7 separate regions of the Mus musculus genome follow, and regions 1, 2, 3, 5, 6 and 7 are each linked to region 4. A link is a contact called in public ChIA-PET and HiChIP or PLAC-seq data. All regions are on one chromosome and are shown on one strand. The core of a region is the stretch at or near the end of the contact, and the rest is flanking DNA. Distances in the headings are between cores, read along the strand shown.

What was found. ChIA-PET counts read pairs in DNA pulled down with a chosen protein or histone mark. HiChIP or PLAC-seq counts read pairs in DNA pulled down with a chosen protein or histone mark.
Region 1: a contact with region 4 is called in an H3K4me3 HiChIP or PLAC-seq map of bone marrow-derived macrophages, with 8 times the contacts expected there. The contact joins two enhancer-like sites. A contact is called at or near these places in 2 of 15 datasets of contacts at CTCF or cohesin (the NIH/3T3 cell line and hippocampal excitatory neurons), 21 of 484 Hi-C or Micro-C datasets (the Ba/F3 cell line, the C2C12 cell line, the G1E-ER4 cell line and 14 more) and 18 of 115 datasets of contacts at active chromatin or transcription factors (the NIH/3T3 cell line, T-cell acute lymphoblastic leukemia, VIP interneurons and 15 more).
Region 2: an RNA polymerase II ChIA-PET map of memory CD8 T cells shows a contact between it and region 4, with 16 read pairs. The contact joins the promoter of Lhfp here to the enhancer-like site in region 4. A contact is called at or near these places in 4 of 115 datasets of contacts at active chromatin or transcription factors (large pre-B cells, memory CD8 T cells, regulatory T cells and 1 more) and 2 of 9 other capture datasets (adipose tissue and liver).
Region 3: an RNA polymerase II ChIA-PET map of memory CD8 T cells shows a contact between it and region 4, with 41 read pairs. The contact joins two enhancer-like sites. A contact is called at or near these places in 2 of 115 datasets of contacts at active chromatin or transcription factors (memory CD8 T cells and thymic regulatory T cells) and 1 of 9 other capture datasets (embryonic stem cells).
Region 5: an H3K4me3 HiChIP or PLAC-seq map of bone marrow-derived macrophages shows a contact between it and region 4, with 9 times the contacts expected there. The contact joins two enhancer-like sites. A contact is called at or near these places in 1 of 15 datasets of contacts at CTCF or cohesin (large pre-B cells), 7 of 484 Hi-C or Micro-C datasets (CD4 T cells, the N1E-115 cell line, cortical neurons and 3 more), 25 of 115 datasets of contacts at active chromatin or transcription factors (the 230-238 cell line, the SCID.adh cell line, T-cell acute lymphoblastic leukemia and 21 more) and 3 of 9 other capture datasets (adipose tissue, embryonic stem cells and liver).
Region 6: a contact with region 4 is called in an H3K4me3 HiChIP or PLAC-seq map of bone marrow-derived macrophages, with 5 times the contacts expected there. The contact joins two enhancer-like sites. A contact is called at or near these places in 1 of 15 datasets of contacts at CTCF or cohesin (large pre-B cells), 10 of 484 Hi-C or Micro-C datasets (the G1E-ER4 cell line, the HL-1 cell line, cerebral cortex and 4 more), 12 of 115 datasets of contacts at active chromatin or transcription factors (the 230-238 cell line, the NIH/3T3 cell line, T-cell acute lymphoblastic leukemia and 8 more) and 1 of 9 other capture datasets (embryonic stem cells).
Region 7: an H3K27ac HiChIP or PLAC-seq map of regulatory T cells shows a contact between it and region 4, with 8 times the contacts expected there. The contact joins two enhancer-like sites. A contact is called at or near these places in 4 of 115 datasets of contacts at active chromatin or transcription factors (the 230-238 cell line, bone marrow-derived macrophages, cardiomyocytes and 1 more).

Annotation. Positions count from the first base shown.
Region 1 is chr3:51,592,474-51,595,173 of GRCm38.p6, forward strand. No RefSeq gene overlaps it. Among named protein-coding and RNA genes, the nearest start is that of Setd7, 33 kb to the left of the region's middle. Within about 2 kb of position 1,253, at least 18 of the 459 cell types and tissues checked have an H3K27ac peak or open chromatin away from gene starts, as enhancers often do. A contact at or near this core is called in the Ba/F3 cell line, the NIH/3T3 cell line and bone marrow-derived macrophages, where this site is marked.
Region 2 is chr3:53,040,009-53,042,968 of GRCm38.p6, forward strand. It overlaps Lhfp (lipoma HMGIC fusion partner), which reads left to right and starts at 1,539. Exons shown (of 4, transcript NM_175386.3): 1 at 1,539-1,766.
Region 3 is chr3:52,839,110-52,842,138 of GRCm38.p6, forward strand. No RefSeq gene overlaps it. Among named protein-coding and RNA genes, the nearest start is that of Gm30292, 43 kb to the left of the region's middle. Within about 2 kb of position 1,257, at least 56 of the 459 cell types and tissues checked have an H3K27ac peak or open chromatin away from gene starts, as enhancers often do. A contact at or near this core is called in memory CD8 T cells and thymic regulatory T cells, where this site is marked.
Region 4 is chr3:52,196,878-52,199,577 of GRCm38.p6, forward strand. No RefSeq gene overlaps it. Among named protein-coding and RNA genes, the nearest start is that of Gm30074, 18 kb to the left of the region's middle. Within about 2 kb of position 1,279, at least 216 of the 459 cell types and tissues checked have an H3K27ac peak or open chromatin away from gene starts, as enhancers often do. A contact at or near this core is called in the Ba/F3 cell line, the NIH/3T3 cell line, T-cell acute lymphoblastic leukemia and 9 more, where this site is marked.
Region 5 is chr3:51,538,858-51,541,730 of GRCm38.p6, forward strand. All of the region lies in intron 3 of Setd7 (SET domain containing (lysine methyltransferase) 7), which reads right to left. Among named protein-coding and RNA genes, the nearest start is that of 5031434O11Rik, 20 kb to the right of the region's middle. Within about 2 kb of position 1,469, at least 49 of the 459 cell types and tissues checked have an H3K27ac peak or open chromatin away from gene starts, as enhancers often do. A contact at or near this core is called in T-cell acute lymphoblastic leukemia, bone marrow-derived macrophages, muscle stem cells and 2 more, where this site is marked.
Region 6 is chr3:51,516,432-51,519,462 of GRCm38.p6, forward strand. Setd7 (SET domain containing (lysine methyltransferase) 7) reads right to left here. Exons shown (of 8, transcript NM_080793.5): 8 at 1-3,031. Among named protein-coding and RNA genes, the nearest start is that of Gm36008, 7.0 kb to the left of the region's middle. Within about 2 kb of position 1,705, at least 97 of the 459 cell types and tissues checked have an H3K27ac peak or open chromatin away from gene starts, as enhancers often do. A contact at or near this core is called in bone marrow-derived macrophages, trophoblast stem cells and uterus, where this site is marked.
Region 7 is chr3:52,989,152-52,992,228 of GRCm38.p6, forward strand. Cog6 (component of oligomeric golgi complex 6) reads right to left here. Exons shown (of 19, transcript NM_026225.3): 16 at 808-915; 17 at 1-12. Among named protein-coding and RNA genes, the nearest start is that of Cog6, 27 kb to the right of the region's middle. Within about 2 kb of position 1,355, at least 41 of the 459 cell types and tissues checked have an H3K27ac peak or open chromatin away from gene starts, as enhancers often do. A contact at or near this core is called in regulatory T cells, where this site is marked.

The DNA of each region.
Region 1 (2,700 bases), core at 3-2,502, 600 kb before region 4:
AAAATGGTTTGTCATCTTTGTTTTGACTTAATGACAGATATATATACATATGGATTTTGCTGATGCATCATTAAAGATAGGAAGTATTTATTATCTTGTTGAAAAATGTCTCCTGATAAAATAGAATTTCCATTTTCAATGACCTCATATATACTTTGAATTAATAAAACCAGTTACTAAAACAAGACACACTTGCTTGTGAGTTCTGTGCTTCTTTATTGGAAAGAGTGTTTGAAGACTATTTGTAGCAGTAAACAGGTAGACATAGAGTTAATTTGTGTGCCTGGCATGCTGGTGCGGACATGAAATCCACTTGGCAGCTAAGGCATGAGATTAAGGTCATTCTTCACTATGTATGGGCTCAAGAGTAGCCTGGACCACATAAGCCCATGTCTCAAAAAACCAGAAAAGGCAGGCAGAAAGAGATGGATGGAGCAGCAGTGATAAACACTGGCTCTTCTATTATTAGTTGTGCTTGAATTCTCGACTCTCAGCTGGAGCGAAAAAGAAAAGAGCTCTGATACCAGCCAGAGGGGGAATTTGTTTTTCAAAAGAGGTTTCACACTTCTGCATATCTCCTACCTTCGATTTAAACCTAATCCTTGTCAGGCCCCCAAGGACAGACATGGGAGTCACTGGAAACTTCTTGTTCTTCTTTACAGCTGTCCATGTTGAATAAATTCACATCTGCGTTTTCCTATTGTGTCTTTAGATGTCCTATTGGGAATAGGAGGCTGAGCCTGGCTTGTTAGGGCTTTGAGGGTCCAGGCTCTGACCCTAATGACATCAGCAGCCTGTAGCTCGTCACAGATTATACAAGAGTTCCTTCCTTCTTGGAGGGAGAATGGGGACAGACATTAAGGTAGGAACTGGATGGGATTTGAACCCATCACCGGGTTCAAATGAACGGCCATCACTGAAGGCAGAGGAGCAAGAACAAGGCTTAGAGGTAGAGGAGGTTTGTGTGTGAATGAGGGGATGGTGGAGCAGGGCTGGACCATAATGCACCAGAGAGTAGCTAGGACTAATTTTGAATGAGATGTTTTCTTTGGCAGGAGAGAGCTGTGGTCAGAGTTGGGTATAGCTGGAATTGCAGTGGAAAGAAACCACAGCAGATACCAGGGCAGCACTCTGGAGCCCATCCATACCCTCAGAAAGATGGCTACTCACTTTGTAGGCTGAGGAGGTCCCTGCTGGGCATCACTGAGAAGTGGAGTCTGGCAAACTCTAGAGACCGTGTGGTGGTTTGCCTAGGCTTGGCCCAGAGAGCAGCACTATTGGGAGGCATGGCCTTGTTGGAGGAAGTGAGTCACTGAGATCAGGCTTTAGAGAGCTTCCTCCTGGCTGCCTGAGGATGCCAGTCTTCTCCTGTTTGCCTTTGGAACAAGATGTAGACCTCTCAGCTCCTTAGCACCATACCCACCTAGACACTGTCAGGTTTCCTGCCTTGATGAGAATGGACTGAACCTTAAGCCAGCCCCAATTAAATGTCCTTTTAAGAGTTGCCTTGGTCATGGTGTCTCTTTACAGCAATAGAAACCTTAACTAAGGCAGAAGTTGGTACCAGGGACTGGGGTACTGCTGTGATAGGCCTGACCATGTTTTTGTTTGGAGGAATGTAGATTTTGGGACTTTGGATTTAGGAAGCAGTAGAATGCTTTAAGTGGGGCTTAATGGGCCATCCCAGTAGGAATATGGGAGGCATTGGTGCTAAGGGTGATTTTTAACTCTGGAGATTGTTCTTATGGTGTTTTGGTGAAGAATGCTGCTGCTTTTTGCCCTTGTCTGAAGAGTCTGCCTGAGGTGAAGCAACTTCAGTTTATTGCACGGACAAAAGAAGTCTCAGAAAAGCCCAGCATCCACTTGTGTCCTCTGGCTTACTTCCACAAAAAGTGTTTTCATCAAGCAGAGCAAGCTAAGAAAGGGAAAATATAAAATGTATGGTTCAAGCAATAAAAGTAAGCCAGGAAGTGCAATGAAGCTAAATCCTGTGTTCAAGGAGATAAATAGATTAAGGGAGTAGTGACTTTCGGATAAGATCCCACCCAGCTAAGCTTATTATGTAAGCATTTGGCACTGAACAAGAAATAGTTATGTCATGGTAGATATTATTATTACTTGGTTATTGTTTTCATTTGGACTTTTAATCTGGAATGAACTACAATTCAGAAATGGAGAACACGGGTTTTTGATCCAAATCTTGAGGAATAGTGGCCATGAAAAGCTTAGGTCCAGGCAAGGTGGCACTCGACTTTAATCTCAGGAGTCAGAGGCAAGCAGGTAAGAGTTCAAGAGGCGAGCATTCAAGGCCAGCCTGCTATACAGAAAGTTCTAGGTAAAGAAAAGTTTAGGTCTAGACATAGTAATATAGTCTTTAATCCCAGAATTCAGGAGACAGAACCATGCAGATTTCTGAGTTCAGGGTCAGTCTACAGAGCAAGTTCCAGGACAGCCAAGCTTGGGCAGTGAAGGAGTTGGGAAACAGAAACCGTGTGAGGATGTACTAAAACAAAGGGGCCATGTTCCAGCCCTAGCAAGCATCAGAACTCAGCAGGTTTGGCCATGTGGCTCTGACTTTAGAGTCAAGAATAGAGTCAACCAATTGGTGCTGGCTAGCTGGAGCTAAGAAATTATTAGTGATTAAGAAGAGACCAACATCACTGAGGTGAAGTCTTCTGGGAAGTGTTCTCTGAGAGGACA
Region 2 (2,960 bases), core at 289-2,788, 840 kb after region 4:
CTGCTACCTCCACATTACATAGATATGAGATATGTGATAGCCAGGCGGTGGTATTTAGCTACAAGTCAGACCTGTTATTATATGGCCACCATGCTCAATAACTGGTGATTTGCACAAGCAGAGTTAAAAAACGTACGTTAACAAAGGAAAACTTCAAATCCAGATCTCTAAACCTGAGGTTCATGGGTGAGCTAAAAACCATGTGACATTTTGAAACATGACTTCCCAGCCTTGGCCCTACTCACACTTCAAGCTAGATGATTCTGGGTGTGCCCTGTGTAGTTACAGAGCAGACTCCTGGCTTTATGGACTGGCTGCCAGTAGGGCCTTCCCAGTCTATGGGTCATGCTTACCCCAAATATCTCCAGACTCTGCCAAATGTCTCCCAGGAACTATTCTTTCCTCTTCTCAAGACTATTGTGATAAACTTAATGTGTATTACATCGCTTTCCTGGGAGGCTCATTACCTGTATCCTATTCCTACAAAGGAAAGGCTTGGAATCAATCACTTAAAACCTTTCAAACAATCCTGAAACAACCTGTCTCCAGCTGATGCCGCCCAATTCAATGGTGCACTCGAAATTTTATTATGAAATATATTCCTACCCAGTTATTACTTCCAGCTGCTTTGAAAAAGGCACATCACAAAAACTGCATCTAGGCAAGTATGTACTTCAAAAGTTGCTGGTCCCAGATGGCAGCTTCCTAAAATAACTGTCCTCTGTGGAGACTCCAGAGGTCAGTCAGTCACCCACAGAATACGGCTCTGGCTTCCGAAGGGTTAAAAAGGCTGATGGCAAGTCAGAACTGGGCAGGGCCTGAGAAGAAATCAAAAGGAGCAGATTTCAGAAAGGAAATTCAAAGGTTGTGTAGATAGATGTTAAAGCTGATCATGGGTTGGGGAGTGGAGTGGGTAAGAGGCAGGGAAGGGGACGGGAGGAGAAAGGAGGGTAGCAGAAAGAGGAGAGAGGGTGAGAGGGGAGGTAAGGGAGTGGGGGGAAACCCAGGAAAGAGGAAGAGGAAAAAGAGGAAGAGAAATGTCTTGAAAGAAGTTCCCAAAGGTTTGCAGCTGTTGGGAGAGGCTGGCAGGGGAGTAGCCTGCCTTCTTTCTTTCTGGCTTTGCCCCCACGGAATCCAGCAGCCTCGCATGGCGTGCCCAGCCTTCTCTTTCCTATGTCCACACCCGTCATGCTCTCTGCCCTCCAAAGTGACCACTTCTCAAGAGCCCCTTAAAGCTCATAGACATCGCTCTCCCCATCTCTGAGGCTACTTCCCATCCTGGTCCTCATAAAGGCCGCGCGAACACTGCAGCCCCAGACCCCAGGGTTTGACCCAGAAAAGCAAACAGGGGTCGGGTGTGGCCTCGGCGCCCCCGGGGAGCTGCGGGGAAGGCGAGCAACTTTCTCCCTGGATTCTCAGTCTGTCTGCCGCCCCCACTCTCGCGCGTCCAGGACTGCGCGGCGGGGCCGAGGGGAGGGGACAGCGGCAAAGGGAGGGCGGGGAAGAGGCGGCGCGTGCCTCGCCTGCCAAAGCTGGAGCCGGCATCCACCGTGTTCCCGGGCCGCACGGCCGCAGCCGGCGGGCTCTCCGGGTGGGTCCCCCTGACCCTCCACCCCAGCTCTCCAGACTCGCCTCGATCTCCGTCGGGATAGTGGCAAAGGCAAGAAAGACAGTCTTCTTTGGTGCCGCGCTGTCCCCGCCAGGGAAAGACAGCAAGTTGTGCTGCGCCCGGGACTCGCGAGGGACCGCGGCCGCCGCCCGACCGGGTAAGTAGCGCGCCCCGGGGCCCCGTGCCCGGGTCCCTCCTGTCTTTCCGAGTGGCATAGTTCAGCTGAGGTCCTGTCGGCCTCCGGGGGGTGCTGCCTTCCTTTCCATCCTTATCCGTCCCTTTCTCAGAGCCGGCTGCAAGAACTTCCCCGTGCCGCTTTGCATCCAGAGATCATTGTGTGTGTTCCTGTGTGCTCCAGGGTGCGGTGCGTGCGTCTAGCAGTTTTGGGGGAGGATGGTGGGTTTAAGTTCATCTGGACTAGGGTAACTCACTCCAGCTGAGAAAGAGGTCCCTTTCTTCCCACTCCCCACCTTTAATGGTAACCCCCAGACCAACTCAACTTCAGCCTCTGCTCACAGCTGACACGATTTTAAAAACCGTAGCCAGAGGGAGCTCCCCTTTGGGTAGAATCCAGAACAGAGGGCGAGCAAAGTGTAGGAGACTGGAGTTTGGAAGCAGTTTGCAGATGGAACCCGACGGGGTGGGGGTGTTCTTCTGTGTTCTTTGTGGAGAGTGTAGCCAGGTGTGCAAGCCAGCCCACCTCATCGAACCCTTTTGAATAGCTGACTTGACATTAGGTATTGGAAAAGAGTGAGTGCTTGGTCTGAAATGGCCAGCAGGTGAAAGCACTGAAGCCAAGGAGTCAAAATAGGAGGCGTGAACACATTTGCCCCGGAAAATTAAGACAGAAGGCGTTTTTAGTGTTATCGAGTACTGGGGGTGTGTAACTATATATCACCCGATATATACACCCGAGTGGTGAATACTGTTAGTTAAATTTACAGTAACTGGGGGTGTGTAACTATATATCCAATGTATACACCTGAGTGGTGAATACTGTTAGTTAAATTTACAGTACTTCTGTAATTGTATGAAGTTCCCACTATCATGTTGCTTGGTTGGCACACTCATCAAGTGATGCCGAGGAGTGGCTAGAAACTAAGTGTGAACTTGCAAGCCAAATAAACAAACTACTGTATGGTCCATTTTATTTTAATATCCGGAATTATGTCTCCTGCTAGTAAAAAATGCTACATTGCTTTTAATGTGAGTATGTGAAATGAATTCACTGGCTTGGCAAATAGAAGCCATTCGTTTCTTTAAGTAAATAGCTGTCAGAGTTAATTTGGGAGCATTTTTACAGGAGATAAAGACGTGGAAAAGCTTTGAGCTAGTTTGGCAAAACTTGTAT
Region 3 (3,029 bases), core at 7-2,506, 640 kb after region 4:
GATGAACTGATTGATGATGGGGGTGGGGCTAAGAAAGAACAGCTTCTAATATCAGATTTGAATAAGATCCTGGTCTGAACAGCTTTAAGGCATCTGTGTGCACATGATCAACGGGGTCCGTGGTCACAAAACTCTTGCAGAAACGGAGGTAGAATCATTTTGAGCCTGTGGAAGCAGTCTACATCCCTGCAGGCTAGCCTAGCTCCTGAGACATTCTGTCATGGCATCCATCCTCCCTCCAGCATCCAGGACTTCTGCGCGCTAATTGGGTTTAAGGAAAACCTGTAATCCCAGTGTTCTGGCAGCTGGGACAGAAAGACTGAAAGCTTAAGGGCAGCCTGGGCTACAGAGTGAGTGATACATTGTCTCAAAAATAAAATCATAAAATAGCTCAAAATAAAATCAATAGAAGTATTTCTGTTTAAAGTACTGAATATTTAAATACTGACTATAAGAATGGACAGCACTCTTGTCTGAAGCTGTAGTCATCAGATGGCTCCCGGAAAAGCATCAACGACCCCCGAGACTTCTGTGTATACCCTGTGGGCAACTCATTTTTATCAGAATCTTTCTTCTCCTTCCTGTGTTGCCAGAACCTTTTGGACATGGGTTCTGGACCAGGAAAGACTATAGTCAGTAGAAATGCACTTGTTGCACCCTGAAGCTTCTCTGGGTCCATCCAACTCTTGGACCTGGGGACTTCCCAAGACTTTGCCCTAGGCTGCTGGAGAGTCTCATCTGTCTTCTCTGCTTGGCTGTACACTCACTGATGGCTAATGGGAGCAGGCTGTAGCGTGGGAAAGGCGAAGAGGGTTGCTACAGTGTTGCGGAGACTCAACGCTAGGCAGACTCTAGCTACCTTTGACAGCGACAGGCTGTTGAAGAGCAAGCGCTGCCTGCAGAGAGCTGGACTGTGGTTTGCTACTGTGGACACTGACTTCATTTGTTCTTATTTCTTGTTCTCAAGACAGCCTATGAATGCAGACTTGCCTGGAATTTTGAAGTGCATAGATTATTAAGGTAGGGAAGAGAAAATGTGGGTGTTAGAGGGGGACCACACCCAGGCAGCTGCCTAGGATACAGGCTCTGTAGTGTATTCTAGAAGTCCCTGGCAGAGCTCGGCCTCCAACAGAATTCTCCTCTGCCCTGAGACCGCCCATCTTCTCCTTCCAGGTTGTCTCAGCAGAACTCACCGTCTTGGCTGGCCTCTTCAGCCCTGGTTCATCTTCTCATCTGTCAGGGACCCACCTGTGGCTTTAATGTGGGCCTGCCTGAGCCCCACCCTCCTACACCCTGTGGTTATCGGTCCTCCACCCTGATCTTATCATCTGCAGGAAATCAAAACACCATGTGTGTGAGCATAAAATTCTGTCATTTATTTGTGTTGCAGACTTCAGGAAGAGGAGAGAAAGAGAAAAAAAAAAAATCACAGTTCACTTTTCATTAAAAAAAAGGGGAGGGGGGTCACAACGTTTAATTCTTAGTGACCTAAAGTCAGCTAAAGTCAGCTTCACTAACGACCAGGAAATGCCTGACCCTCGGGTCCTCACTGTTGTCATGAACTCCAAACGTTTTAAAAATGGAAATTAAAAAAAAAAAAAGTAATTACCTCTTAGCGTGTTAAAAAGTTAAGTTGAATTGCCCATTACCATGGAGATGGCTTCCTGTTTACCACACTGGTCGCCCAGCTGTTGAAGACCAGCCACCCAGCCAATGAAAAGACAGCTTTTAGCTTCCCTTATTCCATTAGTGCTTCAAATAGTGAGTCAATACAACCTGTAATTTACTAGTCGGTAAAATTTGATAAATTGTGTTTTCATATATATTAGTGGTTTTACGTTTAACAAAGTCCATCATATGGAATTACCACTATGGTTAAAAACATTATTTTATATTTTGAGAGGTAGGGGCTTCCCTGTGCTTAAAATGCCTACCCTGTGCCTTTTAAAATTCTGGTATAGCATTCTGGTACTTCAGACAGCCTCCTGCAATAAGGAATTGTCCTCTTTCCTCTTCACTGGTCAAGAAAGCTGCACTATTACCCAATACTGATACATAATATCCTTTATAACAAAATCAAGACTCTGGCTACCAATCCCCAAAGACCCTAGGATTCTAAAGTACACTATTTTGTGTCTGATAATAAATAAAAATTATTTGAAAATTGAGAAGTTTTTATTTTTCTTCCCGGCCTGCATGTAAAAATATTATCAAGCTACCTAATGAGTCCAAGGAGATGGGACCACAGATTTCAGTAACTAAATCATTTGAAGAAGAGAGGTATGGGGACTTGGGTGGAAGTGCCATGCACCTGGGAATGTGGCGATATTCGATACAAAGTATGGCGATAAAGAAGAGAGTAAAGTGTGTAAGCAGGAGGAAGCCAGCTCCCAGCAGTTTGTTGGAAAGCTTCAAAAGAGCCCTCCTGTGAAACAGTCGGCAGCTAACCACAGCTCTGGGAGGCTTCTCCTCACCTTGGAAGAAGCTCAAAGCTTCCCTAATGAGCCCTCAGGTCTCCACAGTTTCCTGCCCAGACCTTTTGGGTCTGGTCTTTTTGTCCCTTTCCTGCTACCTCCCTGTCCTTCTCAGAGGCCTTTGTGCAGCACCAATGGCTTTGGAATATAACTATCTATGCCACTGAAAATGGTGGCATCTTGAGGCAGAATGTGCTGTGCACTTAAACTTTATCTTAAGCAATTTAGGTATCTGCGGTAATGTTCGAATGGGATAAGCATATCTTAGTGGAACCCTGGCAGTACCAAACTCTGTACAAGAAGATTTCTTAAGGGAGGTTTTGAGACAATGTTTCTTTGTATAGCCCTGAATTCACTCTGGAGGCCAAGCTGGCCTTGAACTTAGAGATCCACCTGCCTCCTCAACGCTGGAGTGCACCACTACAGTCCCACTGCAAGAAGACTCTTATATAAAATAGCTTAATGTTTGTGCATAGCCTAGGTCCACCCCCCTGAACACTTCAGATTAATCTAGAACAGTACAATATCCAACCCATTGCAAGCATGGTGAATAGT
Region 4 (2,700 bases), core at 29-2,528:
AGTAGGGGCATAGGCTGGCTTCAAAAGCCTGGGTTCTTTGCTTTAGCGTGTCCCATTTTGTATGGCCTCAGAGAGCCTCACTCAGATTGTGTGTTACACACAATTCCATAATTCTATAGTTTTTCAACCCACCGCAGGGATTCCTTGTGGATCATTTCATAGCTCCTCCAGAGTCTGCTCTTTTGCAGCTTGCAGAAACAGTCAGCTTTTCTTCACAGCCTTCATATGGATCCTTAATAAAATAATCTAATCCAACACACACACACACACACCGCTATCCTACCAGAGCTGTTGGAGACATTGGAGAACTTAGTCCCAGCCTGTCATTTGACAGATGAGAGAGGTGAAATGCTTATCCAAAGCCACACAACTAATTAGAGATAAAGGCAGGACAAGATCTGCTTTGCCCATCCTGGTCTTTGTGACCTGCCTCTTGCCGTTTTGATGCCCAGCAACCTCTGGCCTGACCAGTTCACAGCCATGGTCTCTTCCTTTCTGGCAGCCATTGAGCTTCCTTGCAGGAAGATGGGTGAAAACTGAGGGGGTGGGACGGACAGGCTTCCTAGCTCAGTGGCAATTCCTTCATTTATTTCTCCTTTATACAATGAAGGGGGCAGTATCTTTATTGGTTATTTTTTGTTATGATAATATGCAAAACTGACTGTAGCTCTCCATAACTCTCCAGAAACCATTTCTCTTGTGATACAGGGTTTGAACTCCTGTGATATAAGAACAAGGAATGTCTTCCATCTTTGGGACTATGTTTGGCAGTCTTCTGATAAAGGGGGCAAGTGGCTCCCCCCCAAAAAAACTTCAGTAATTCAAATTTCTTTGCAAGACCCTGTGATATTATTATTATTTTTATTATTAATTATAGGGGAGATGCAGACCACTGATCATGTGCTAAGAAATAGACACATTTTTTTCTTGTACCAACTTGCAAGAACATCCCACCACAGCTACAGTTGCCTTTAAAGTCCTCCAGTGTCACACTAAAACAGTTTCAAATAAGCCAGGCACAAAAGCAGCCGGCATGCCTTACACATCGTTCAGCCTGTTTAAAGCAAACAGACCCACCCCACGGTCCACAGACAACTAGTCAACAAGCAGGCGAAATTTCCAAACAAAAGACCAGAACATTCCGGAGCTCTCTTTAAACTGTCTTCTAAGAGCTGGAGAAGGAAACACTGGGTGGGCAGGCCGTGCCCGAACCTTTCGGCTGGGCTTCCGCACTTGTAGAACATTGGTTTATGCAGGGACCATGTGACACGGTAACAGAGAGCTCAGATCTCTAAATCTCGTTTTCCTTTGTGTCATCCTCCCTCCACCCCCTCCTGGATGGTGAGTCACCCGTCTCTGCAAAAAAGATCCACAGTTCAGTGATGTCCTAGGTGACAGCCGCATGCTCTGCCTTGGAGATTCCGCGCACATCGAGTGTGATCGACCGAGATAACAGAGGTTGGAAAAATCTGTGAAAGGGTTGAGCTGTTCCTCAGATGTGGGACATTATTTCCACAGGTTCGACAGTCTGAAGCATGAATATTACTCACTGAAACACTGCCATAAGAATTAGGAAAAGAAATCAGGACCGATTTTTTCAGGTAGGTGTATAAGGGTCCACATCGGGGATGAGGGGAAAGCCAATCACAGAGCTCATCCTAGGGAATGCGTTCCCCTCATGTTGCAGTCTGGTAAATGCTAGAATCTTGGTGACTCATTGCTTCCCCGATGTCCTTATTTGGTAGCATGCAAATAAGGAAAAAAAAAAAAAAAACACGATCGTTTCAGATTTAGATTTCCTCAAATCGTGGTGTGAGCAGCTATTTTTACTTTTGCTTCAATCACCATTCTCAGTAGTAGAAAGTTTATTTAGAGTTGTAAAAAGCTGCTTTTTTTTTTTCATTTGCAGGCTAAATTTAAATATGGAATTCAGCAACCGAAGAACTCTCTTGGTCAGATCCAGCAGTCATGACCAGGAAGTCCAGTTCTGCTGGTATCCGGCTGTCTTCCCTAGGCAGTTCTGATTCCTGGTACTTTACAAGTGCGAGCTTGGAGTCTGTCTCCATAGCGCCTCCACCTGGTGTGCTTTACCTTGCCCACAGATGCACTAGACCCAATTCTTTCACTTCTGTGTGGACTACCTGCAGGTCCAGGGACATGATACTTATTTTGCTGAAAGCAAAGACTAACTGAGGTAGCTCTCTACATCACATCCTGCATCTCCACATCCTTGGCTGATGCCAGATAAGGACGGTACCTACCCTTAGTGTCCCCAGTAGTTGTCACATCCATCCAGGACCAATACTCATGCTTCCACATAGCTCAGAGCTGGTGTTTTCCTACTTCCCAATGGCAACTGTGTGGCTGACACCTGCACAGTGGGCTCACTTGGCACCTTGGGTTGGGATACCTTCCTGTGAATTGGCTTTCAGAAGCTCGTGTGGATGACAACTCTTCAGGGACAATCAGTCTAGACTGTATTTTTCAGCCCCACCGTATTCTAATCTTGTCTCTTCCTGTTTGATAAAGCCAACTGTGGCTCCTGGGGCAGAGACTGGAGGTGCTAACTTCCTGTCTGCGACAGGCCAATGAGCCCCAGCTGTTTCTCCTTAGACCATCTTGACTGCCCCCTCGGATTCCCGACTTTGTAGTGGAGCAGATGACTCACCATGACGTCAGACCCCACTGAAAGGTGGACGG
Region 5 (2,873 bases), core at 219-2,718, 660 kb before region 4:
ATACATGGATCCCAGGAGACCCATCCTTCTCCGGTTTAGTGGCAGACACCTCTTCTCACTAAGTCATCCCATAAACACGTTTTAGTTGAACTGGGGGCTACCACAGTGTTGTGGATAATCTAATTTAGGAAGCAAGAGATGTGGCCTCTGCTGGAAGTCCTTACTGCATAACTTACCAATCAAAGTCCCTTGTAAGCTTGCTAAACAATTTGATAGCATGGTGCCTTGGATAGCTTGGTTAATGTCCTGGGCTCAAAAATCTAGGAACAGTTATACAAAGTAGCAATGCAGGGTGGCACTCATGTGACCGTCAGTGTTGCTATTGGGACAGGGATAAGTGGCCTTACCTACACGAGTCACACAGATCGACACAGTCTAACCGCTCTTTGGTGGGGGAGAGATTATAAACTAAAATAAATTTCAGAACCTATGAGGAAAAATGTATAGCATCATTTTCATGGGCAGACAATGCTCTTTGTCCTTCTTACTAATGCTGTGTCCTTTCTGTACCATCTATCTTCAGGCTACTACTGCTGAGCCACAGTGTGTTAGTGCATAGTGTGTGTTATTCTTACATGTGGTTAACTACCAGGAGCTACCTACCACATTACTGCCTATTTGAAGCAGACGTAAGTCTTTATTTAGGGCCTCACACTCTTTTCTCTCAAAAGCTGAATTTATTACTTTGCACTTATAAAACAGAAATCCTTTGGTTTTCTAAATAATAAAAGAAAATAAAATGCATTGGAAGCTAAAAATCAAACCAAACCAAACCAATTTCTTGGGGCTGCACACGGTGCCTTTTGCTAGTGTTCAGCTAGCATGATCGTGTCCCTGGGTTTGAGTCTCAGCTCTGCATAGCCTGAGTTGGTGGCATGCACCTATAATTCCAGCCTTTAGGGGGCAGAGGCAGGGGAATCAGAGGTTCAAGGTGCTCTGCAGCTACACAGAGAATCTGAGGCCAGCCTGGGCTACACAAGACTGTCTCAAAAACCGAAATAACACCAGCAAAACCTTTGTATCATAATTAGAGGGAGATTTTTCAAAAGAAGCTGTTCTTAGAGCAATCTCACACGAACAATAGGCAGAATAGTTCTTTTACTACTCTTAGTTATTCGTGCTATGGCACAAATACTGCCCAGCTGCTCTATCAAGGAGCATGGGGAAGAGGCCATTGTCTGGTTCCTTCCGCTCGCTGGCTCCCCCTAGCGGGATCGGTGAGAAGGTAGGTCAAATGCTTGTTGACAACACATTTCTCTTTTGGGTGGGGATTAAGAAGATAAAGGCTGTTTGGGATGTCTCTACAATGGGTCCTAGGCACTGTCCTGTCAATCCCAGGACGGATGTCCCTCAGAGTCCCAGTGCTCGAGCAGCAAAAGGGACCTAGAAGCCCGTAGTGGCTCTGTGTTCCCATCCTGTGACTACAGTGATGACCAGCAAGCCAGTGCCTGACACTGATGCCCACTTCTGTACTGACTCAGCTTCCAGAAAGCCTCGGGCTGTAGTCAGCCCCTTCCACCCTCAACAGATACCGCATGTGCCATCCGCCATTCTGAGAGCTAGTTATTGTCTCCCAATGCCTCTTTCCCAACAGTCTTCTCTTGGTGTTTGATAAGACCAGAGGGTGAAACGTTGCTCCAGTGGCTGGCCCCGCCTATGTACCTGCAGCAGTGCTAGTTGGATAATGGGGGACGAGGGGGGAAAGAAGGGGTAAAGGACACAAAAGTGGGAGCTGACATTTTGGTGTCTGGGGGATTGGTGGACTGGGCATGCATATGATGAAGACACGCTCGCTGCATACACATGTATGATATCGTCAAAGAACACATAAAATGTTATTCTCTAAAAAATGTCACTTTTAAAGACATTTTTAGGTTTGACTACAGTCAGTGAGATGACTGTAGGAGACGGTCTCAGCTGTACCTTCCATCTCACCACAGGACTTCCGTCGATCCTAGTCACAAGTGAAATGACAGGGTGTGGGAGTCTCTGGGAATCCCTGTTTCGGCTGGCTCTCTCTCATCCTCTGCCTACACAGGCTCCGCTCACTTTTCTGACAAGTCTCTCAGATGTCAGTAGCACCCCAGCTCCAAGCAACATGGAGCTCAGCCCGGCCACTCGGAAGTCCTCTCTCACCCTTCAGAAACTGCAGGTACCTTGGTCCCAGTATCGGCTTCTCTGCCTCTACCTAGACTCTGATGTCTGATGGGTCAGAGCTGACCAAGATGCCTAAAAAATGCTTGGGAAGTCTTGGACAAAGAGTGACCACATCTTTTCCTTAGGGCACAGCTCTTTTTGAAAAATTTCATGTGTCAGGGGAAGGTTGGGTAGTGGGAAGGGGAGGGTGTTGGATCCCTTGGAGCCTCCAATACTGGGATTCAAACTCCAGTCCTCATGATAGAACAACAGGCACTCTTAACTGCTGGGCCATCTCCCCAGCCCCAAACTGTCAGGCATACCCGTCTCAGGCTTCCCTAGTAGCTGGGCCCACACATGCATAAACTGAGCTTAACTGATGAAAACACAAACAAACAATTGTGTGGCTGATCATGTGTGGCTCACGCCTCTGATCCTAGCACTAGGGAGGCAGAGGCAGGTGGATCTCTGAGTTCAAGGCCAGGCTCATCTACACAGTGAGCCACAGGACAGTCAGGACTAAATAGGAAACCCTTGTCTCAAAAATAAATACAAACCAAGTGTGTGTAGGATGACACTGGGTGTCCTGATCTACCACTCTCTGCTTTAGTCCCAGAGACAGGGTCTCACTGAACTTGAGGTATGCCAGCCTAGAGACCCTCCCATGAGACCCAAGTAAAAGCCTTGTGAGTGCATAAGGGACCAAGCCAGGCTTTTTACTTGCTTTCTGGGGATTT
Region 6 (3,031 bases), core at 455-2,954, 680 kb before region 4:
CCAGCTCCGAGGTTTACAAGTCTGGCTTCTGATTCTGCTGCCCTGCAAAAATAATTGTGCTCGTATAACTGCACCGGTGTCTCTAACGCCTCGATTCGCTCTCAGGCCCCTCAGAGGCCTGCGGGAATCACTAAAAGGTAAACACGTCTCCTTTAGCACCGAACTTACCACCAGAAAGCGGCTGAGGCACTGGGGAAGCCTACCTCACATCGGACGCCACCCCACCAGGAGGTGGTCATCAGTCAGAGCGGTTTGTAGGCTTTTTGATTTCTAAAAATGAAAATTGATCTGCATTATATCTCAATAGACTCAGATAATTCTCACCAAAAATTTTTGTCCTGTGTTTAAATAGCACTGGAATAATTCAACTTCATTTAAATATATTCATTCTACCATGAAAATATTTCATACAAACAGCTATTTACATACAAACACATTAAAATTTGTGGAAAGGGCTCCACCCCTGCGGCTTTATGGCTTGAAATAGTTTCATTGCTTTGAATATGTATGCACATGTTTGGCAAAATAAAACTTACAAAATTGAGTCTTTTTGAAAACAAAAATCACCACCCCTCCCCTCCCCTCCCCAACCCCGGCAAAACCAAACCAAAACCAAAAACAACCCTCCAAAACTAAAACCCAAAAAACACTGACACCAAAGCTTAAAATTTTAGAAGGGAAAGCAATCCAAGCCCCGCTGCCCCGCTGCAGCAATGCAAGCCTCAGGGCGGGAATCTATCAAGGTACCTCCCTGTACCTGGAAATTGAAGATATTTGTGAACCTTTGATCTGCAGCAAAGAAACATTGCGACTCTCCATCTTGCAACATAGTTTTGCTTGTTTGTCTAAAATAAAAGATGTCTGGATTCTAAATCTCTACTTTGAAGACAGAATTTGAGGTGGCTGTTTGAGAATAACCAAAGCCTAGAACTCTTGACCTTCTTGGAAAATGTAGAAGTGCATTTTTGCAGTGAGAAATTTAGATTTTTTTTCTTAAACCAATTAAGTAAAATTAATAAAAGTGTCACATACTGTCTCACGAAGACAACCTTTTATTTCAGTGTTCACAATTGACCCTTCCACTCCCAGTACTAGGGACGTAAGCCAGGGCCTCTAGCTGCTAGGCAGATGTTGGACTTTGAGCTGTATTTGCTGCTCAACGCAACTTTAATTGTCACAATTAAATGTTGTAAATGATTACATGGCCTTGTTGGTGTGTGGGTGTGTGTGTGTGTGTGAGGGTTGGTGATAAGGAAACAGTTTTTCAAGACTGATGAACCCCAAAGGGGAATGAGGCTGAACTCTAGTCCCAGTCAGGTTCAAAGAGGCCTTGACAAAAAAAAAAAAAAGGTTTCCTTTTTAGTTGCTGGAGAGGTCAGGGATTGAGAGGATTAAAATAAGAATCTGTACTAAGAAACTCAAGTCTTCCGCCTGTTACTCTGTAACCTTATCATTCTTTTGTGTCCTAATTTCAGTTCTTTCTTTTGCTTCTGTTAGTTCCAGCGTATGCCCCAGTTAGGGGGGACGTGCTCCATGGATTAGTTCCTAGTCCTAACTCCTAACTCTAACACAAGGCAATAATAGTTCAGCATAGGAAAGATGCTAAAGATGGGTCAAGTCATGCAGGGTTGGACTGAGACAGCTCTGAATGAGGCCTCTCGAGACCCGTGCTGACGTCAGGCAGGTAAGCCCACAAGCGCCAGCTGTCAGGAAGACAGCGCACAGTTCTTTTTCTTCTCTACCACACAGAATCTCAATCATGGCTGTTTGTGATTATGATCCTGAGAGAAGACCAGACTTGCCCGCTTCCTATGTCCTTCTACAGTAGAAGGCACATTCGGAGGCTTTTCTGTTTTGGTTCAAGCAAGGAGCAAACCCCAACCTCCCTCAGCAGCTAATTCTCTATGCAGCGCCTATGCTGTCTGCTTCTCTTCTCCACAGTGAGGTTCTGGCCTCTTTAACAGTTGCAACCTATGACTAAGCAAGTTACCTATGCTTGGTAACTTGGAGAGAGGAAGAGAGAAGGGGAGGGGGAAGGGGAGGGAGGGGGAAGGGAAAGCAAGGGAAGGGGGAGGGGAGGGAGAGGGAGAAGAAGAGGGAGGAAGAGGGAGTAAAAGGAAGAGGGAGGGAAAGGAAGAGGGAGGGAGAGGGATAGAGAAGGCGGAGGCAGGGGCAGTGACTGGAATGGGTCACAGTCAGGGAAAGGCACAGAGTCCAGCAAGAGAGAAGAGGAACTTAAGACATAAGGAAAGAGGTGGAGCAATCGGCTGGGCTGCCATTCTGCACACACACACCCAGGCTTCTCACACAGCAGAAGAAAAGGAGCTGAAAGGCACCAGGAACCCAGGGCGAGGGGAGACAGGGAGGCTCGGCTCTGAGGGTCTGCTTCCTGTGTCTAAGGGTCACCGACACATTGCTGCTGGGTTTGAAGTCCAGTGTGTCTTCCTCCACTGTGGGATGGGAAAAGTAGATCGGTTTCCCAGCCACATGTGTGTGTGTGTGTGTGTGTGTGGAGGGGCGGGTGCGTGCCATGCTGGGTGTGGTCAGAGGCTAGCCTTCAGGAGTTGTTTCTCTCCTACTATATATGTCCTAAGGCTTAACTCAGGCCATCGGCTTGCCAACAGCACCTTTACCTGCTAAACGTTTTTTGCTGGCCCTTAAGCCCCCCCAAATTGTTTTTGAGTCCCATTTGGATGAGATTGCTAGAGTAGCCCTTTAGGATAGAGGTTGAGCCCCTACAGCAACTGAGGCTAAGGTTCCATCCCCAGGTGTGAAATCCTGTGAGCCTGGGCGATTGGAGGTGGAACCTGTTCTCTCGTCCTCCGTCCTCCTTCTCATCTGGTCACTGAAGTTCAGCCATTGTTCTCCCCAAAGCAGCCAACTCTCTTTGGGCACATTTACAGAAAAGCTCCTCTCAGAATCTGAACCCACAGACTCAGCCTCCTGTCAGAGTTTACTGAATGGTGTCTTTCTACAGAATAGAAGCCATCCTATCCTGCTGACTTGCAGTCTGAAAACTATTCAGTCCTCT
Region 7 (3,077 bases), core at 105-2,604, 790 kb after region 4:
GGCTAAAGAACCCTAGAAGAAAGTTATAAAAATGGTTCATTAGAAGATTGCCCAAGTTCAGAAAAATCACATAGTTGTTTCCAAAGAAAAGCGGCTTCTCGTAACTACAGTAAGAGTAGGGCGGTGACTGAGGAGCAAAGGCGCAAGTTATCAACAACGGAAACACCACCACCCTTGAGATGTACTCGGAGCAAGGAAAGGAAAGTGACAAGCACTTGGAGGCTGCGGCCAGGTGTGGAGGCTGCTGCCCTCCAAGCGAGCAGAGAACAGCGAAGTTGCACTGTCAATCCATTTCAGAAAAATTAGAGAACAAAAGCTGCTAATTCTTTGCTTAATTTTTAAGGCAGGATGGTACTTTGTATTAGGGTTTCCCATCACCCCAGGACCTATTAGTACTGGGGTTCTGTTCTGTAAGATTATTTCAGTTCAGAACATTTTTCTTTACTGATCTGCTAAGTTAGATGGAGGATTATATTACTTGTCTAGCAATCCATACATTCATTTGGTTGAAAATAAAATGGGACTTTAAAAATCCATCAGTATGAACATTGCATACACTTTGTAACACCAGTTTCTCTGTCTTCGCATCTTGTGACACTAATTCCTAAATATTCTCATTACTTTTCACCAATAATTATTCTCATTCTCAGGCGTTCTCCTAGCCCTGACAGTCACTGTACTTAGCCTGTCTCAGCGCAGGACATGAACACAGAAGACAGCTAATCCGTAGCAGGGCCACGATTAAACTCTAGAGTCATCTCTAGAAGCCACCCCAGCTGCCCCTTTGCCAGGCCAAGTGGTACGCACCTGATCAGGTCTATGTTGCTGTATAGTGTTGTAGATGTAGCTCAAGCCAACTCTAGTTAAAACATAAGAGGCTTGCTCATTGATAAGAGTGTCCAGATGGGCTTCAATCTACAATAAAGCACAGCAGAAGAAGCACTTAGAAGAGAACTATCAGTAAGAGCAGAGCACACTGGGCCGGCGGGCGGCCATCATGGACCTGACAGGCAGCCTCCGTCTGTCCGAGACAGCTGCTGCTTCCCTTAGTTACAACTAACCAACAGTTCCAGGGCTGGCCACTAGCTAGGAAATATGGGTGCCTGTTCTCTCAGCTGTTTCAAAAGCAGAACTCGGAAGTCGTCACAACCATGTGAAATAAATTACTCAGGGAGAACGAGGCCTTGAAGGCTACATCCTGAGCCTGCCTCCCTCCCTTCCCTGGACAGCCCAATCTCCGAAGAACCTTGGTGAGAATCGGCGCTGCAGCTGAGAAATGAGGCACCTGCAGGAAAGCGCCCCAATAAAAGGAAGCTGCTCTTCCCACTTGCCAGCCTCCCCCTTCCCTTACACACCACGAAGCGTCCCCAATTTTACAATCTGTCAACTACACAGAGCACCACCAACTCCCGTCTCTGCGCTATGTCAAAGCCTGCCTAGTTCAAGCCACTCCAGCACCAGCCTTCCTCCCACCAAGAAGCCTCCCACGTTCTTCTTTTTCATGTAAATACCCAAGGAAGCATAACTAAGGGTCCTTACTTCCTGGATTTACTGAAACCTAAAAAAAATAGTTCGTTCAAATGTAAGCGTTTAATGAAAGTGAAAAAGAAGACAGTGCTGACAGCCAAGTCAGTGAACTGAAAAAGAAAGAGACAGAAAATATCAAAGAAATGAGACAAAGAGTCGCACAGTAAACTGGAGAAGAGACCCATGATATAAAATGAAACAAAGATAGGATCTGCAGAGTGTAAGAGAGTAACACACAGAGAGATGACAGATAGACAGACAGACAGTCAGACAGAGTGAAAAGTTTGAATCTTTGAACGGAAATGGCTCTCAAATGTTTATGATGGGAATAATCGGAAAAAAGAAATACCTAATATGTTGTGGAGAAGTAACTGAACCCAAAGAAAAATCCTTACAGGCTTCTAGGTGGACAGAGCCTGTTATTCCAGGAGGCTCAGACTTGCCTGATCTTAGCAGCAGTGCTGGGGAAAGCTAGATGACAGCTGGAGAGGAGTGAGGTGATGGTGGGATCTGGAGCCTCAACCCAACAACACAAACTGTAGCTGGAGGATCCCATGAACCTCAGTCTAGCTTTACCCCTGTATGTCTCTAGAAGTGTGTGTGCAGAGTCCAGCGCACACATCATACGTGGTGGGGAGCATAGAGACTCTGGACAAACTAACAAACTCCATCTAACAGATACGGAACTTTGTGCCATGCAGAAAATGTACAGAACTGCAGACAAGCATGTAACTGCTGGTAATGCAAAATAATGAACATTTTAAGGAAATAGATCTGAGACAAGTGGCAGAGAATTGGGGTTGACTTAGAAACAAATATGCAAAACATACTTATGAAGTATGGAAATTAATCATTCTCCCTTACATGGCTCAGTTATCAGCACTGAAAAGAGGAGAGACTCTTCAGAAGGCCATCTCCTGCCTCAGACTATAGTGTAGGTCAAGAAGGCCAAAGTGACCATGAGGCAGGAGGACGAGGTCGTGAGGAATAGAAGACACAGATAAGCATGAGGGGCTGAGGGTGAAGCAGCAGGAGAGGGCATGGGGTGGGGACAGGAGGACGAGGTCGTGAGGAATAGAAGACACAGATAAGCATGAGGGGCTGAGAGTGAAGCAGCAGGCAGCAGGAGAGGGCATGGGCTGGGGACAGGAGGAACAGAGGAGAGGGCAGTGGACAAGCACACATGCACTCATGCAGATGCTATCCTGAAGCCCATTATTTGTGTGCTAAGCTAAAAGGTATTAAAAACTGGATCCTCTCCAAAACCTTAAGTGTCACACACCAGAATTTAGAGCTGCCAATGTACATTCCAAAGGAAATGAGTGTACAAATAGGTGAATGGGAGACACTAGTTCACAACTGTGCCTTTGTACAGCAAACTCCAACATTATTAAGATGTTATTATTATTGATCCTCCTCAAGTATTTTTAAAAGAGTTAGAAATTAGAAAATTTACATATATAAAAGCTACTTCTCAGAAAAACACAAAGCAACAAATCAAACTTACTATATTCACTACTAAAGTGTTCGTGCTTTTTATAATAGAACAT